Regions from separate parts of the Mus musculus genome. Here all the other regions are linked to region 1. Evidence: chromatin contacts called from public HiChIP or PLAC-seq and promoter capture Hi-C data. All regions are on one chromosome and are shown on one strand. Each heading gives the region's core, a stretch centred on a gene start, on an enhancer-like site or on the middle of the called end of the contact. The rest is flanking DNA. Distances are from core to core; before and after follow the strand shown.

What was found. Promoter capture Hi-C pulls out the DNA fragments that hold promoters and counts their contacts. HiChIP or PLAC-seq counts read pairs in DNA pulled down with a chosen protein or histone mark.
Region 2: a promoter capture Hi-C map of hippocampal neurons shows a contact between it and region 1, with 2.5 times the contacts expected there. The contact joins the promoter of Pcsk2os2 here to the promoter of Snx5 in region 1. A contact is called at or near these places in 3 of 39 promoter capture datasets (the 3T3-L1 cell line, frontonasal cranial neural crest and hippocampal neurons) and 1 of 115 datasets of contacts at active chromatin or transcription factors (embryonic forebrain).
Region 3: a contact with region 1 is called in an H3K4me3 HiChIP or PLAC-seq map of pro-B cells, with 9 times the contacts expected there. The contact joins the enhancer-like site here to the promoter of Snx5 in region 1. A contact is called at or near these places in 19 of 39 promoter capture datasets (the 3T3-L1 cell line, 3T3-L1-derived adipocytes, the C10 cell line and 14 more), 2 of 15 datasets of contacts at CTCF or cohesin (the NIH/3T3 cell line and large pre-B cells), 4 of 484 Hi-C or Micro-C datasets (B cells, bone marrow-derived macrophages and natural killer cells), 39 of 115 datasets of contacts at active chromatin or transcription factors (the 230-238 cell line, CD8 T cells, DN3 thymocytes and 29 more) and 2 of 9 other capture datasets (adipose tissue and liver).
Region 4: an H3K4me3 HiChIP or PLAC-seq map of fetal liver shows a contact between it and region 1, with 5 times the contacts expected there. The contact joins the enhancer-like site here to the promoter of Snx5 in region 1. A contact is called at or near these places in 14 of 39 promoter capture datasets (the 3T3-L1 cell line, 3T3-L1-derived adipocytes, the C10 cell line and 9 more), 2 of 484 Hi-C or Micro-C datasets (cerebellar granule neurons and cochlea), 18 of 115 datasets of contacts at active chromatin or transcription factors (the 230-238 cell line, bone marrow-derived macrophages, craniofacial prominence and 14 more) and 3 of 9 other capture datasets (adipose tissue, liver and pancreatic islet).

The regions. Positions count from the first base shown.
Region 1 is chr2:144,269,216-144,272,819 of GRCm38.p6, forward strand. It overlaps Snx5 (sorting nexin 5), which reads right to left and starts at 1,687. Exons shown (of 14, transcript NM_001199188.1): 1 at 1,486-1,687; 2 at 1,162-1,244. The coding sequence starts at 1,212. It overlaps Mgme1 (mitochondrial genome maintenance exonuclease 1), which reads left to right and starts at 1,689. Exons shown (of 5, transcript NM_028984.5): 1 at 1,689-1,857; 2 at 2,700-3,269. The coding sequence starts at 2,765.
Region 2 is chr2:143,787,476-143,791,079 of GRCm38.p6, forward strand. Pcsk2os2 (proprotein convertase subtilisin/kexin type 2, opposite strand 2) reads right to left here and starts at 1,711. Exons shown (of 3, transcript NR_040625.1): 1 at 382-1,711. The region is part of intron 8 of Pcsk2 (proprotein convertase subtilisin/kexin type 2); the gene reads left to right.
Region 3 is chr2:143,839,345-143,842,948 of GRCm38.p6, forward strand. Bfsp1 (beaded filament structural protein 1, in lens-CP94) reads right to left here. Exons shown (of 8, transcript NM_009751.2): 5 at 2,330-2,437. Among named protein-coding and RNA genes, the nearest start is that of Bfsp1, 22 kb to the right of the region's middle. Within about 2 kb of position 1,752, at least 31 of the 459 cell types and tissues checked have an H3K27ac peak or open chromatin away from gene starts, as enhancers often do. A contact at or near this core is called in the 230-238 cell line, B cells, memory CD8 T cells and 2 more, where this site is marked.
Region 4 is chr2:143,888,294-143,891,897 of GRCm38.p6, forward strand. It overlaps a transcript of Bfsp1 not described here. Among named protein-coding and RNA genes, the nearest start is that of Dstn, 25 kb to the right of the region's middle. Within about 2 kb of position 1,803, at least 66 of the 459 cell types and tissues checked have an H3K27ac peak or open chromatin away from gene starts, as enhancers often do. A contact at or near this core is called in craniofacial prominence, embryonic stem cells, fetal liver and 3 more, where this site is marked.

The DNA.
Region 1 (3,604 bases), core at 437-2,936:
TTAGCAGTTAATAAAGACGATCAAGTCATTTTACATAAATGATTCTGCTCCGTACCAAAAAAGGAGGAAAAAAAGAGCCACCAGGGCCTCTCCTGCCCCTAGTACCTATTATATATGCCAGGGGAGAGAAACTAATTCTTCTAATGTAAAAGAAATAAAACACCTCGCACAAAGCTCTATTTCAATACAATACCCTTGTTGGAACAATCCAACTGGTTGGTGCGCCAGAGACCGGTATTTACTTACTAGATAAAAAGTTTGCGCCGGACGTGGTGGCGTATGCCTTTAATCCCAGCACTTGGGAGACGGATTTCTGAGTTCGAGGCCAGCCTGGTCTACAAAGTGAGTTCCAGGACAGCCGGGGATATACAGAGAAACTGTCTCGAAAAACAAAAACAAAAACAAAAAAAAAAATGTTTGCCCATTCAAAGGTACTTAAAATGAAATCTTAATTCAGCTCTTATTAAAATCTAAGAGCTCCCATATTACTGACGATTTTGTCCACAAAACTGACTCATAACCTACCTGTGCGGTGGAAAATTCAAGTTTAAAGAGCCAATAAAAGTAGAATCCTTTATTGCCCGTATAGCAATCCCTGTTTATTGCATTAGTCCTCAAGATATTTGCAGCCCGAGGGTTATATCAACACACAGGATTTACTAAAAATTACAACTCCCACGAGGACACATTTAGCGTTCCCAAGTTGCAAAAACCATGCTACATACAGATACTCGTTAGAAATCTCCCCACTATTTTAAACGAAAAGGCCATTTTCTTAAAAGGAGATAGGAATAGCAAACGAAACTTTGATCCACTTTCCAATTACCATGTAGTCGATTTAAGTTTTAGGAGCAAAAGAAAAAAGAAAAAAAAAAAAACCACGCTCCTAAGGGCTTCAGAGGATTAGCCTCAGTCGAATGACTGGCAGAGCGTCGGTCAGCTTCCCACCGAGAGCTCAAGAAGTGGGGTCCCACTTGTCTGGGTCTCCTTGGTCAGAGAATGAGCGTGCAGAGACACCCCGTTGGAAAGCCATCTCTAAAGGGGTGGTTGAGGGAAAACCTCGGGATCTTGCTGGGGTCCGAGCCCCAGAGAAGATCCACCCAGCCCAAGGAGGCCGGCGGGAACCTCCAGCCCAGGTAGCGAGCGAGGAAGGGATCTCACCTTGCTGCGGTCCTCCTCCTGCTGCTCCAGCAACTCGGGAACCGCGGCCATGGCGACGCGGGCCTCGAGCAGGGGCCGTGTGGCTGTGCGAGGAAAGAAGAGGCTGGGCCGCCGCCGGGGCGCCTTTCAGGGGCGGCCGCGGCCCCGCCTCCGCCGGCCTCCTTGCCGGACGGCGGCTGGAGGCCGCGGGACTCCGCCACCATCCCAGCAGCCCCGGGCGCAGGCCAGCGAGCGGCACGCCACGTGCTCCCCCAGTGCGGCCTCCCCCGTCCCCGCGGCCGTCCATCTTGGAGCCGGGCAATAGAAGCTACGCGGGGAGCCTACCCTCGCTCCGCGCCACGCGGACACCAGCACCGGAGGGCCGCGACGGGAACGCGGGCTCCGAACCCTCCGCCGGCGAGGCACGCCTCGAGAAAGGACGCGCACCGCGGCCCGGGCAATTTATGGCTCAGCCAGAGTCCAAGATGGCGAGCGGCGGTGACGTGCGCGAGATCTCGTGAGCGCGACAACGCGCGGCTTGACGGCGCCCGCGCTTCTGCTTCGGGGGCGTGGAGGGGATGGCGCCTCACAGGTGCGACGGGAACGCCGTAGTGCATGCTGGGGCCGCCTCGCTTTGGGAAAGCGCGGGACCGATGAAAGTACGGGTCCCGAGAGGGTTGTTTGCGGGCTGGGTGTTACAGCGTGGTGGCATCTCAGGTACAGCTAGAACCCTGCCGCTGACCGACCTTCTATTTAAATACTCTCTTCCCTATCCAAACTCGGGCACGAAGGGCCACGCTTGTCCTGTCGCAGCCATGGGAGACACCTGCAGAGATCATTTTCTGGAATTAACGTTGGATGGGCTGTGCAGACCCACTTGCGACATGTCCCGAGTCTGGACCACGAGGTCACAGTAGCACCCACTTTTTAAAGGGCGGCGTGAGGAATAGATGAGCGATGCCCATACAGAATATTTAGTAAGAGTTTGGTATGTAGATGTAGGTGTTTAACTGTTAATTAAGACTTGTGAATTTGTTGGGGGGGGGCAGATTGTAGTTGTTTTGTTTCTAGAGACAAAGCCAAGCTAACCCAAAATCTCAATTTCATACTGCCTCAGCCACCCAAGTAACTTAAGTTTCCTGGTCTATGCCTCCAGGCCTTGTCACATTCAGATTTAAGGTGTCATATCCGAAACGGCCAACACATTAACATTGAACAAAAGCCACTTACAATTTTCATGAATCTTACTTGGGAATGATTTTCTCTTTTTTTTTGGAAACGTCAAAAGTTTAGTGTATGCACTTTTAATGTTCTTGTGGGTTTTTTTGTTTTTGTTTTTTGGTTTTTTGAGTCAGGGTTTCTCTGTGTAGCCCTGGCTGTCCTGGAACTCACTTTGTAGACCAGGCTGGCCTCTAACTCAGAAATCCACCTGCCTCTGCCTCCCAAGTGCTGGGATCAAAGGCGTGCGCCACCACACCCGGCTCTTGTGTGATTTTCAATTTGATGGTTTTAATATAGAAAATGTCTTAAACCTAACACCACTTTTTTTTTTTTTTCAGATACGAACAGAACACACTTTTAAACTTTCCAGACTAGAGAAAAGTTAGAGGGGCGAAGTCTAAAAATGAAACTGCCTCTGACCTTCTGCAGGCTGCTTAGCAGGTTAAACAGATTTTCTGTAAAAGCAAGCCCTCCTGTGAGTTTCTCCACTTTCTCTTATTTGTGTAGCCAGAAGAAGAAAAACTCTTACGAAGCAGTAGACCAAGCGAAGTACTCTCGTTTAGTACGCTCTGTCTTGTCCAGAGGCCCGGCCCAGACTCCAGAGTCGTTGTTCAAGGAAGATGATGTACTGTATGGACCAGTGAGTAAGCATAAGGCTGCAGAGCCGGAGCCACAGGCCAGAGTCCCACAACACTGCTTTCCTATCTTCAATGAAGAGAGAACCGGGAAACCACACACAGATGCTTCTTCAAGCCCTTTGAAGATCCCTTTGCAAAGGAACTCGATACCCAGTGTGACCCGCATCCTTCAGCAGACCATGCCACCTGAACAGAGCTTCTTTTTGGAGAGGTGGAAAGAGCGGATGGTTCTGGAGCTGGGAGAAGACGGGTTTGCAGAATATACTTCAAGTAATTATCTTGCTTCTGGTTATGTGTGGTCACTGGTTTTTAGGAGATAGAGCATTCCTGTCAGAAGAATGGAGCTTAAAAAAAAATCTTACTGAGGAAGTACTTTCAAATAGCATTTCATGTCTGCTAATTTGCTTAATCTTCGTAGATACTATTAACTGTAGTTCACACTTAAAGAAATGGAAATAACAGAGATCAAATTATTTGACAAACTTGCATAATTTATAAACAACCTATCAATTCTTTTCCATCTCTTGACAAAAGTCTAGGGTTTTTTTGGTTGGTTGGTTGGTTTTTGGTTTTTCGAGACAGGGTTCTCTGTTTAGCCCTGGCTG
Region 2 (3,604 bases), core at 461-2,960, 480 kb before region 1:
TCCTGTCCATGCAGATCAGCTTCGCTACGTAAGCCATGACCTCTCTCTTTAAGAGTTGTCTCCCTTACGTTCAATACAAGGTTCAAGAAGCGCAGAGTCCTAGAATTGTACAGCTGCCAGTCATCCACCATCCATCACTTCCTACACTTGGGTAGGGCCTGTTGGCAAACTAACAAAATGATGCCCTGGTGCAAGGTTGTGGCAATCTGCCATTGCAATTGAGCCAATCTAAAACTGTATGGAGGGCCCTGACATTAGATGGCACAGGAAAAAGGCTTACCAATAGGACCTGGTGGCAGGAGGTGGCATTGCTACCCTGTTTCAAGTAGCCAAAGCACATTTAGACACATCAGCAGTTTGCCTTCTTAACACGTGACTCACCTCATGATTGACAAAAAGCATGCTTCCAACCCAGGACCAGATGACAGTGGATGTGGTGTGTTTTGGCACCTAAAGCTGGAAGGGTCAGGCAAGTCTGCAACAAATGCCTCTGTCCACATATGCAGTGCAGATCTCATTGAAACAGGGCATCCCTGGGCGGCTCCTGTCATTTACCATGCCTCAGAATGTCACACCTCAGAGCTGGATCCTTCTCTTTGCTCCATCTGTAACCTCCCTGCCTGCAACTGAACAGCCTTCTCAAGTGGGATGGCTCTGCATCACATGCCAAGATTGCTGGAAAGGAAGAAAAAAATCTTCATGGCTTACCTTCAGACAACAGCATGCAAATATTTTGGAGAGGAGAGTGCACCGTGCAGTGGGGAATATGTTTTCTCATTTGACTTTTTCCTGGGCTTTGTTTCAAGATAACACTTTTTAGACAGTTTTGGGATGCTTTGTAAGTGACAGCATAGTATATAAAAGCAAAGGGCTCCTCTATATCAGTTATTTGACTTACTCTAAAGAAAAACCCACCTGGGAAAGATGATATCATCCACACACAGGAATCTGACTGTGAGTATCACTGAGAGGCAGTTCTTACATTTGTCTTTGACTATTAACATTCTGCAAAGGGGCTTTTTTATGAATATAATAGCCATGGAAATGAGAAAGAGATGAAGAGATGGGTCTCTACTCTTAACAGTGCCCACATTGTTTGGCATAGTCTTTGCCATTCACAAGTGCCTATCATCTGCTTCACACACAAACCTCATCTATTTGAATCTTTAGAAATGTCAGTGGGCCACTTCTAAATTTTTTTCAGTAAATGCTTGAAAAGGCATCAAAGAATAGGCAAGACAGAAGGAAAGAGACTAGCAGATGGCATGTCTCGGTGGTCAAGTGCTTTCCTGCCAATCACAAGGCTCTGGGTTTGGTCTGCAGAATCCCAGGAAAAGAATGACCTCTTTGCCCTTGGTTTGTTGCCTCTTTAACTCTGTAGTGTACATATTCGGTTTATAGTTAAAGCGTTTTTCACAGTATAGCTGGGAAGTTGGTAACGGAGATTCTGCATGGTTAATCTCTACCTGTGCTGGCTAGTTTTGTGTTACCTTGACCATGAGCTAGAGACATTTGAAAAGATAGGACCACCATCAAGATAATGGCTTCACCAGAATGGCCTGTAGGCAGGCCTATGGTACATTTTCTTAAGTAGTGACTGATACAGGAGGGTCCAGCTCACTGTAGGTGCTAGACAGAAGCAGGCTGAGCAGACCATGGAAAGCAAGCTGGTAAGCAGCTGTCCCCCATGGCCTCCAGTGTCCTGCCTTGAGTTCCTGCCTTGACTTCTCTGGAAGAGGGACTACAAATTGTTAACTGAGACAAACTCTTTCCTCCCCTAGTTGCTCCTGGTCACAGTGTTTTATCACAGCAATAGAAACCTAACTGGGACACAGTGTAAGTTTGGGATCTCCCGAAAGCAAACCCTGAGACAAGACTTGAGTTTAAGATCTGAGCTGAACTTGAGTTGAACTCAAGTTCAGGTGTAACCTCAAGCATTCCACCTACACCAACTTCCCCGAAATAACAACTTTGAAGCTTCTTATATATGAATAAGTGCCTAGGCAAAAGCCTTGGCTCATTCCCTAACTAGCTTAGGACTTAAATCTTGTCATTCTCTTCTATGTTCTGCCATGTGACTGGTTAGCTGGTCCTCAGTTACATGCCACCTCTTCCTCTTTGTGTGGGGCTGAACCTCTTCTTCCCCTGTCTCTATCCCTGAATCATCCTCCTCTCCCTCCCCCCTCCTGATGTCCTATCTTCTAATTTTGCTTCAGCTCACTGATCAATCAGCTTCTTATTAACAGATGAATTGTCAACATAGTGCACAAGAGATTATCTCTACATTCAGGATTTGAGTTGATGTTATTTGGGAGGCAAAGTGAGTACCAGGAGCAAATAGGGAGGTGTAACGAGAACCAGAAAAGGTCAGTACAGACCATGTACTCAAGCCAGTCACCTACATGAGCGATAAAAATCATGGGATATCAAAAATCCACGTAGAACATACAGTAAAGGTATATTTATCTTAGCAAAGGAGCTAAGATTTAAAAAGAGGGGTGGGGGGAGTGGCTGTGCCCTACCAGTCAAAGCCAAAGAGCAGGTTCATGGAGAAGCCTTCAGCCTCTTGGGAAGTAACCATACACAAGAGGTTCTGAGGTCCAGGGGATCGAGGATGCCATCTGTCACCTGTCACAGTCAGTGGAGCTCAGCTAAAGCACAATCTAATCAGAGATTCACTGTGTGGATGGAAGAATGCAGTCCTTGCAGGAGGATGAGTGAAGCAACAGACAAGCAAGCCATCAGAGAGCACAGCATCTCATCCTCCAGCATCTTCCGTTCCTCTGACAACCAGAGGAAGAATTCAGACAACACGAGAGAACCTTGACGGTGACAGGACTCGTGAGGTTCTTCTCTCTCATAAAGGGAACACAGACATCCAAGGTAGCCTGGAACATTCTGGCTGGCTCCGATGACTATATCTCAGCGCCATTATTAATCACGTCTAAGGACTGCTACTAGAAAGAGTAAATAATTAGTTTAGGAATAGTTAGCGACAATCTGCAACAATCCTCTGTGGTGCTGATGAGACTGAGTGGGGATGGGGCATAGCACAAGCATTGGGTTTCTGTACTAGAATATATGAAGATGAGTCCCTTACAAGAGACTGGCTCAAGTGCCCATCCAGGAGGGAGGTGTACAGGGCTGGTTGGGAGAAGGTGATTAATCAGGTGCAGGCCAGGCCAAGCCCTGATGCTGCTTGTTGAAATTTAATCAGAGTGTGGGTCAGATACAGTGGCACTAGTGGCAGGGCCTCGGCAGGCGATGGATGCCTCCTGCCACAGAGCACTCAGGGACACCAGTCCTGATTTATCCTCTGAAGCCCAGTAAAGCCTCACATTTGGGGGAGGGCTGCTTGGCATGAAGCCTGCAATTCAGTCTCCGAAATGTTCACATACCATTGCAAATCTTCTCTGCATTTCTGGGACATAAAAGAAATACGGGAAGGCAAAGGCTGTAGGTTCAATGCATTCACAGTCATTTTCAGCTACATAAGGAGTTCAAGGCCTACCTGGGCTGTCTGAGCTCCTACAGCAAAAAGGGAAGTCCTGCCTGGCATGTGCAAGACCCTGGATTCAATCCCCAGCTCCACAAAAAAATAATC
Region 3 (3,604 bases), core at 502-3,001, 430 kb before region 1:
CCCAATGAACTATAACTAAGAGTTTGAAAAACATGGGTTTCCAGGACCATAACAGGCCTGCACCTGCTTCCTCAGTCCCATGCACACATGCACAATACACACATCCCACATGCAGGCACATGTACCCTACATCAATAGATCACACACTTCCTATACATATCATGGTTTTATAGCCATCAAAAATATGTGTGCACACAAAGAAAGACAAACAGTCTCCCCCCTCCCCCCCCCCCGCAGAACTAAAATTTTCCATGTGAGGCTAGGGCCTTGATCTTTTTAGTATCTAGGGCTGTGTTTTTCAACTTTGTCACCCAGACCACAGGAAGTGACATAGTTCACACCATAGGCCACATCATATGTGTGCATTTGAGCAAATACATGTGTAGTCAAAAATATACAGATACATTTAAGACAAAAGTTTTCCAGGATAAACTTTGTATACTTCTCACTGCCATGCATTCTGTTACTTCTTATTCCCAGCGCCATTGTGTTGCTTTCTTCTAATTTTTTATAAAGACTTATGTATTTACTGTACGTATATGAACACACTGTCACTATCTTCAGACACACCAGAAGAGGGCATCAGATCCCACTACCGATGGTTGTGAGCCACCATGTGGTTGCTGGGAATTGAACTCAGGACCTCTGGAAAAGCAGCCAGTGCTCTTAACCCCTGAGCCATCTCTCCAGCCTGCTTTCTTCCTTTTTTGTACCAGTCAATTCTACTGAATTCATTTTACACCTGGTGAATTTCAAGGAACAATTTGAAAACCACAGTCTCCAGAACCGGGACTGGGCCTACACCCACTTCCTCAGTCACATGTAAAACACTTACACCATACACACATCCCACGTGCATGCACATATGCCCTACACAGATAGATGAATAAGTCATACTTCATATGAACATCACACGCCACACATATACCTGACATTACACACCCCACATATACACATGTATATACACATACATGCACACATGCAGAGCCCACGCACCCTTCACATTACACATGCATGCAATATACATATCATACACACTTTACAATATACTCTACATACATACACAGCAAATACACTCAAATCACCTCATATACTCACACACTACCCACAGACCTTATATACACATATACGACATACACCACACACACTATATACATATCACACACACACACCACATTCTCTACATAAACATTTCTCCATCTCTCCCTTCTCCACTCCCCTCCCTCCCTCAAAAGAAACCACGGTCACTGAGAAGTATCTAGTCCCTGAGGCATGGTTATGTCCTGGGAAGAAGGCATTTTTAAGGCCTGACTCAATTTCTCTCCTGTGATCTTTCACTCAGGGGGCAACCACTGTTCCTTGTTGCCCCCTTGTTGTAGCATTGTCTTCTGGGACTGCTGCACAGTGAGAGCTTTATGAGGGGCCCAGTGGGGATGGAAAACAGGATGTCAGAAATGGTGATTAAATGAGAATCCAGTTAAGTTTTTCCTGATGCCCTGGACTCTGAACAGTAGGCCCTGAGTGTCATGACAACCCAGATGCCCCGGGTTTTACAGTCAGAATTTTAGATCTTTTTCTCGTTTGTTCCTTGAGGGTACCTGTCTACTAAATGCCAATTGATTGGTTTGGGATGTGTGGTTACCCAGCTGTAGGAAGGGCAGCATTTAAGCCCGACATTCAACGTCTCTGTGCCCATCTGCATGGAAATGAGAGCGTGTGAAGCAGTCAGGGCTGTGAACCATGAAACCCACAACTTAAAAGGAAACAGAACTGTGAGCCTCACACTAGCAGACATCTCATGAGAGGCGAACACTGGTACAAGCCAGCCTCCTGCCTCCCTGCGGGCACTCTTCCCAGACCATCATCAATTCCAAAGGAGAGACCACAGGGAGAGGAAAAACAGGGATGCCCAGATTTGAGTGAATATGTGGTTAAAACCCTGGTGTGTGTGTGTGTGTGTGTGTGTGTGTGTGTGTTTTCTAAATGTTAACAGGCTTGACAAAGGCAAAGTGATCCATGATGAGATGTGTTATTTTCCTTGGTAGAAGAGATGTGACTCAATGGAGACAAGAGAAGAGCCACCATGAGGCTGGGTGTCCACGTGTCCCTGTCTCCATCCCTGTCATCCTATGTCCCAGAACTCTTCTTAGCAGAATGCTAAAACACACATTCCGGGAAATCTCAGCCCAGGGCAAAGCAAGGTGTTTGTTCCCCTGCTCAGAATGCTGTGGTGCAGGGCACACGGGTGTGCTGAGTCTGTACACCACAGAACTGGACACCTCTGCCTTCATGTGTCGGTTCAATAAGATACGCCGAAGATGGATCATACCTGGGCCTGCAGCTCAGCTTTCTGTGCCTGCAGGTGGGTGACTGCCTCTCGGCCCTCCTCCAGCTGGTTCTGCAGGGCAGCCACTTCCCGTTCTGTGAACAGCTTCTCCTGCATGAGGAGGCCAGACTGAGATTCAGACAAAGAAGTGCAAAGATAAAAGAGACAATGAAGGAGTAAGAACCCTTCTTTGTATCCCCCCAAGCTCATGTGCCAATCCCCGATCTGCTAAGGCATTGGTGAGTGGAAACCTATGGAAGGTGATTAGGGTCATGAAAACGGAGCTCCGTTAGGACTTAGTGCTAATGAGAAGACGAAGAGGTAACGGAGACCTACCCCTGTCCCCCAACCACCACCACATGGCACACAGTGAGGAAGAATCTGCAACAGGTACCAATTCTGCCAGCACCTTGATCTTGGACTTCCAGTCTCCAGAGCTCTGAGCAATAAACTAAGGAGTCCTGTTCCAACTGCCCAAGCTGACCCAAACAGGCCCACAGTGGCCACTGTCTGAACCATTAACTGCTCAAGAGGAAAAGCTCAGACAACAAAGAGCAAGAGAGCCAAGCATAGACCTATTTGTGCCACAGACTGGCTAGCCAGACAGATATTTGACTTTCAAAGCCTCCGTTTTCCCTTTTGTGAAAAGACCACTGTGGAATGCAGATGCTCATTTGGCTAAGGGTTCTGTGCCTATGAAGATGAAAATCATTTTGTTCTCTGAGCCATCAGCTATGCCACAGTGCCAAGCAGAAACCATCTAGCCCCAAAAGGTGAAAGGCAAGAAGAGGCCTGATGAAGCCGAGACACTGATGATCAGTGGGGCAGTCCAGAAGGAAACCCCCTTCCAGCCTGTCCACAATCTGTCATGGCTTGCCTCTCCACCTATTCAAAAATACCAGTGATTCTTAAAGGCTAACTGTTCAGGAGCCCTGCCTGCAACACAGAGGACACTGCCTCAAAACCCTAGAAACCCAAACCTGAGTCTATACCAAGTGCTTTCCATGTTCAAGCCACATACAGAAGGCAGCCCCTGCCCACCAATACCTCACAAGGAACTGCTATAGTGTAGATCTCCAGGGTTCGTGTGTTGAAGGCTTGGTCATTATCATATAGAATTGTGGAAAGAGGGTGAAGCCTTTAGAAGGGGGTCCTAGTGTGTGGGACCGTGAAAGGTAGCCTGGTCCCCGGTTGAGCTAAGGCTTGAAACCCCAGAGACCCTGAAGGGAAGGTAGGTATTTCACCGGTTACTGGGCACCAGGCCCCTGTCACTTGTCA
Region 4 (3,604 bases), core at 553-3,052, 380 kb before region 1:
TTTTTCCAGCTAAGTTGGTAGCCAACCAACCTCAAGGACCCTCCTCCCTCAGGTCTCCTTGGAGCTAGGGTTGCAGGTGTTCATGGGATCACTCACAGGAGGTTCCAAACTCTGGTCCTCGCAATTACATAGCAAAATGTTCTAACCACTGAGCCATCTCTCCAGCCTCGGAGAAGACTTCTTTAACCAAGCTTTAGAATAAAACTGCAAAGACTACAGAGGAAGAAGAAAGACGGTAAAGCAGAGACAAAAACTCTCCTGCACACGTTTAAGAGAATATCGGATCTATGATAGCAGGAAGAAGTGAGAGGCAGGGTGACGCAAAGAAATGCCACAGATAAATAGACGGCAAGAAACGAGATAGAATTCAGAAATACTAACACTTACAGTTACAGAAGTATTTACTGGAGGCCATAAAGGATGGATACCATGGCTTTGCTGAGGACCATGAAGGGAATGCTCTTTCCTTGTGGTCTAAAGAATGGAAACTACTGGCCAGGTGTGGTGGCGCACGCCTTTAATCCCAGCACTCCGGAAGCAGAGGCAGGCATATTTCTGAGTTTGAGGCCAACCTGCTCTACAAAGTGAGTTCCAGGACAGCCAGGGCTATACAGAGAAACCCTGTCTCGAAAAACCAAAAAAAAAAAAAAAAAAAGAATGGAAACTACCTCTGGCCCAGGGGAGGGGCATGGCATTCTGATCTCTTCTCCAGATTAGATAGAACATTCTTAACTGTTTCCTTCTCCTTGAATGTTAATCCAGCTAGGTTTCTTGATCACCAGGCCAAGAGATTACCAGGTAGGAAGGCTGATGCCCTGGCTCCTGACGCTGTGTTGAGGAGAGAGGGGAGGAATAATTATCCCCTTATGAGATTAAGTCCCCACAGACAGCTACAGAGCCGCCAGAGTGAACATTGCTGAGCATAACTGACTCAGATAGGCACGACCTTTCTTTTTCTTATTCCTATCTCTTCGTCCAAACTTGGGCACACTTTGTGCCCAGAGCTTCTCATTCCTTCTCTGACGCTGCTCACTGTACACTGGTGCCACGCGGCTGCTTATGAACTACATGCCTTTCTCTTCCCTTTTCTGTCCTTCCTCCTGTCAGCGGCTGCCCACGTTTATAGCGTGCCTACCCTGTAGGGTTCTCTCTCTCTCTCTTTCCCTCTCCCTCTCAAATTCTAATTGCTTCATGCTTCATTTCAATTTTGTTTATATATTATTTCATTAACAAAACTAGCTTCCTAAAAAAGGAACCCCCAGCTTCCCCGGTAACATGTCATCCCATGTGGGGCTCCCCCCACCCCTTCCCACCACTGACTAAATATGTAACAACCGACAGAAGCTGACGAACATAAACTCAGTGCCCACAAACAAACTTACAGAAACTCTTAAGAAAGCAGCCTGGACTCTGGACAGATAGGAAAACCAACCGCAAAGATAAATACAGCCTTATTGCCACCCATGAGACGCAAGAAAATTGATATCCAGGCAAGGAAAATGTGACCACACCGCATACAAAGAAGACAGTGGCTGGCAGGAAAGGTATTATCTTCAGGGGGCAACTTTTGCTTAGAGCTAGGAAACTCTTATAGAAACTCGGGCTCCGAGGGGCTGGAAGGATGACTTAGCAATTAGAACATGCTCTGCCCTCCCAGAGGAGGTTCTTAGCACCCATGTTCAAGGCTCATAACTGCCTGTTACTCCAGCTCCAGGGGATCTGCCGACCTCTTCCGGACTCCATGGGCACCTCATGCACATGCGCATATCCACACATACGCACGTGGTTAAAAGTGAAAATTAAAACAATCAATCAATCAAACAAACATAAAACCCAGGCTGGCTGCTGCCTGGGAAATCAACTGCTGAAGAGAGAAACAGAAGGTAGTCTGCACGCAGTCCATTCCTGTCTAACCAGTTTGAACCCCAGCAGGGCACCACACACAAACCATTCCGGTCTAACCTGTTTGAAATCCTGAGGCACAAAGAGCTGTTCTCGGTAAAGTACGGTTAGAAAGTGAAGTCTGGAGACCTGAAGACTGTCCTACAAGGGAGAGAACTATTGGCTAGTTTTGTACTCTGTTTTATCTTTATTTCTTTATTCCTCGGTACCTTTTCTTTCTTTCTTTCTTTCTTTCTTTCTTTCTTTTTTTTTTTTTTTTTGTCTTCACATCTGTGTGCTGACTTACTTCATCTTCGTCTTTTCTCGCTAGCTTGTGCTTTACGGTCATTCTGCTGTGCTCCTTCCCCAGTGACCCACGTGCTTTCCCTTTCTTGGTCTCATTTCTTTCCCGACTCCTCCTTTCCTAGCGTTGCTAACCAATTGCTAATCAAAGTATTCTGACTTTTTTTTTTTTTTCGAGACAGGGTTTCTCTGTGTAGCCCTGGCTGTCCTGGAACTCGCTCTGTAGACCAGGCTGGCCTTGAACTAAGAAATCCGCCTGCCTCTGCCTCCCAAATGCTGGGATTAAAGGCGTGCGCCACCACAGCCCAGTGTATCCTCACTTTCTGCTTCCTAACTTTATCAATGACTTTTCTTACTGTGGTAAGAAAACGCGTGTCAGAACAAGGGTGGGAGGAGTTTCTTTGGCTCACAGTTTGAGGGTGCAGTCCACTGCAGCAGGGACGTTGGCTTATCCAGTGGTTGAGGGAGCTAGTCACATTTCACCCACAGTTAGAAAGCAGAGAGGAATGCATGTTGGTGGTCAGCTAACTTCCTTCTGTTACACAATGGAGGACACCTAACCAGGAATGGTATGGCACCATCCATGCTTAGAAAATCCTAATTTGAAAAGTCTTTCACCCACGTGCCAAGAGGTTTGTATCTCTGGTCATTGTAAACCCTATTAAGTTGGTAATTAAGATCAGTCACCACATTAGCCCTACTGGAAATGTAACTGAAGTGCCCCCCTTTTTGCCTCTAACCTTTTTTCCGATGTGTCTCAGCACTGCGTTTGATCTAATCAGTATTCCTATTACTGCTGTTTAGTTTCAGACCTAGGACAAGGGACCTAGGTACATACTTTACATACCAGAGCAATCCTGGCCTCCGGGTTCTCCCAGCATCCCTCAGTCCCTACCTGGAAAACCCTGCCCTCAATCCTGAAACCTCCAGCCCAGAGGCTGGGCTGCCCTTCCCACAGATGCTCTTCCCTGTATAATCCAGACATTTTCTCCTCTCTCTGCACGAGCACTTTCTCTTCCTTTTTCCCCCTCCCCTCTGTCTGGTCTCTTTCCTCTTAGGGCCTGTGACCTGGCCCACCCAAGAGCAGTTTCTCAATAAACCTGCATTTATGTATATTTTAATCTGCCTTGGATTGGCTCATTTTATCAGCAAAGAAAATAAGTTATCACTACCTGTACGTCCCTTCTAACTCGTAGTGAGGATCCTGCAGTCAAAGTGACAACCACTAAGAAGATCTATATATAAATTAAAACTAACAAAAAGAATGAGAAAAAAAAAACCACACACTCATCCCAACTGATGTGCAAATTACAACACAGAAACACAAACCACAAAAAACCCAGCGCGATGCCTCCCACAGCCCCCAGAAGGCCTCCCTAGCTGAAGCCAAAGACACTGGAATACAGGGAAGCCAATCCAA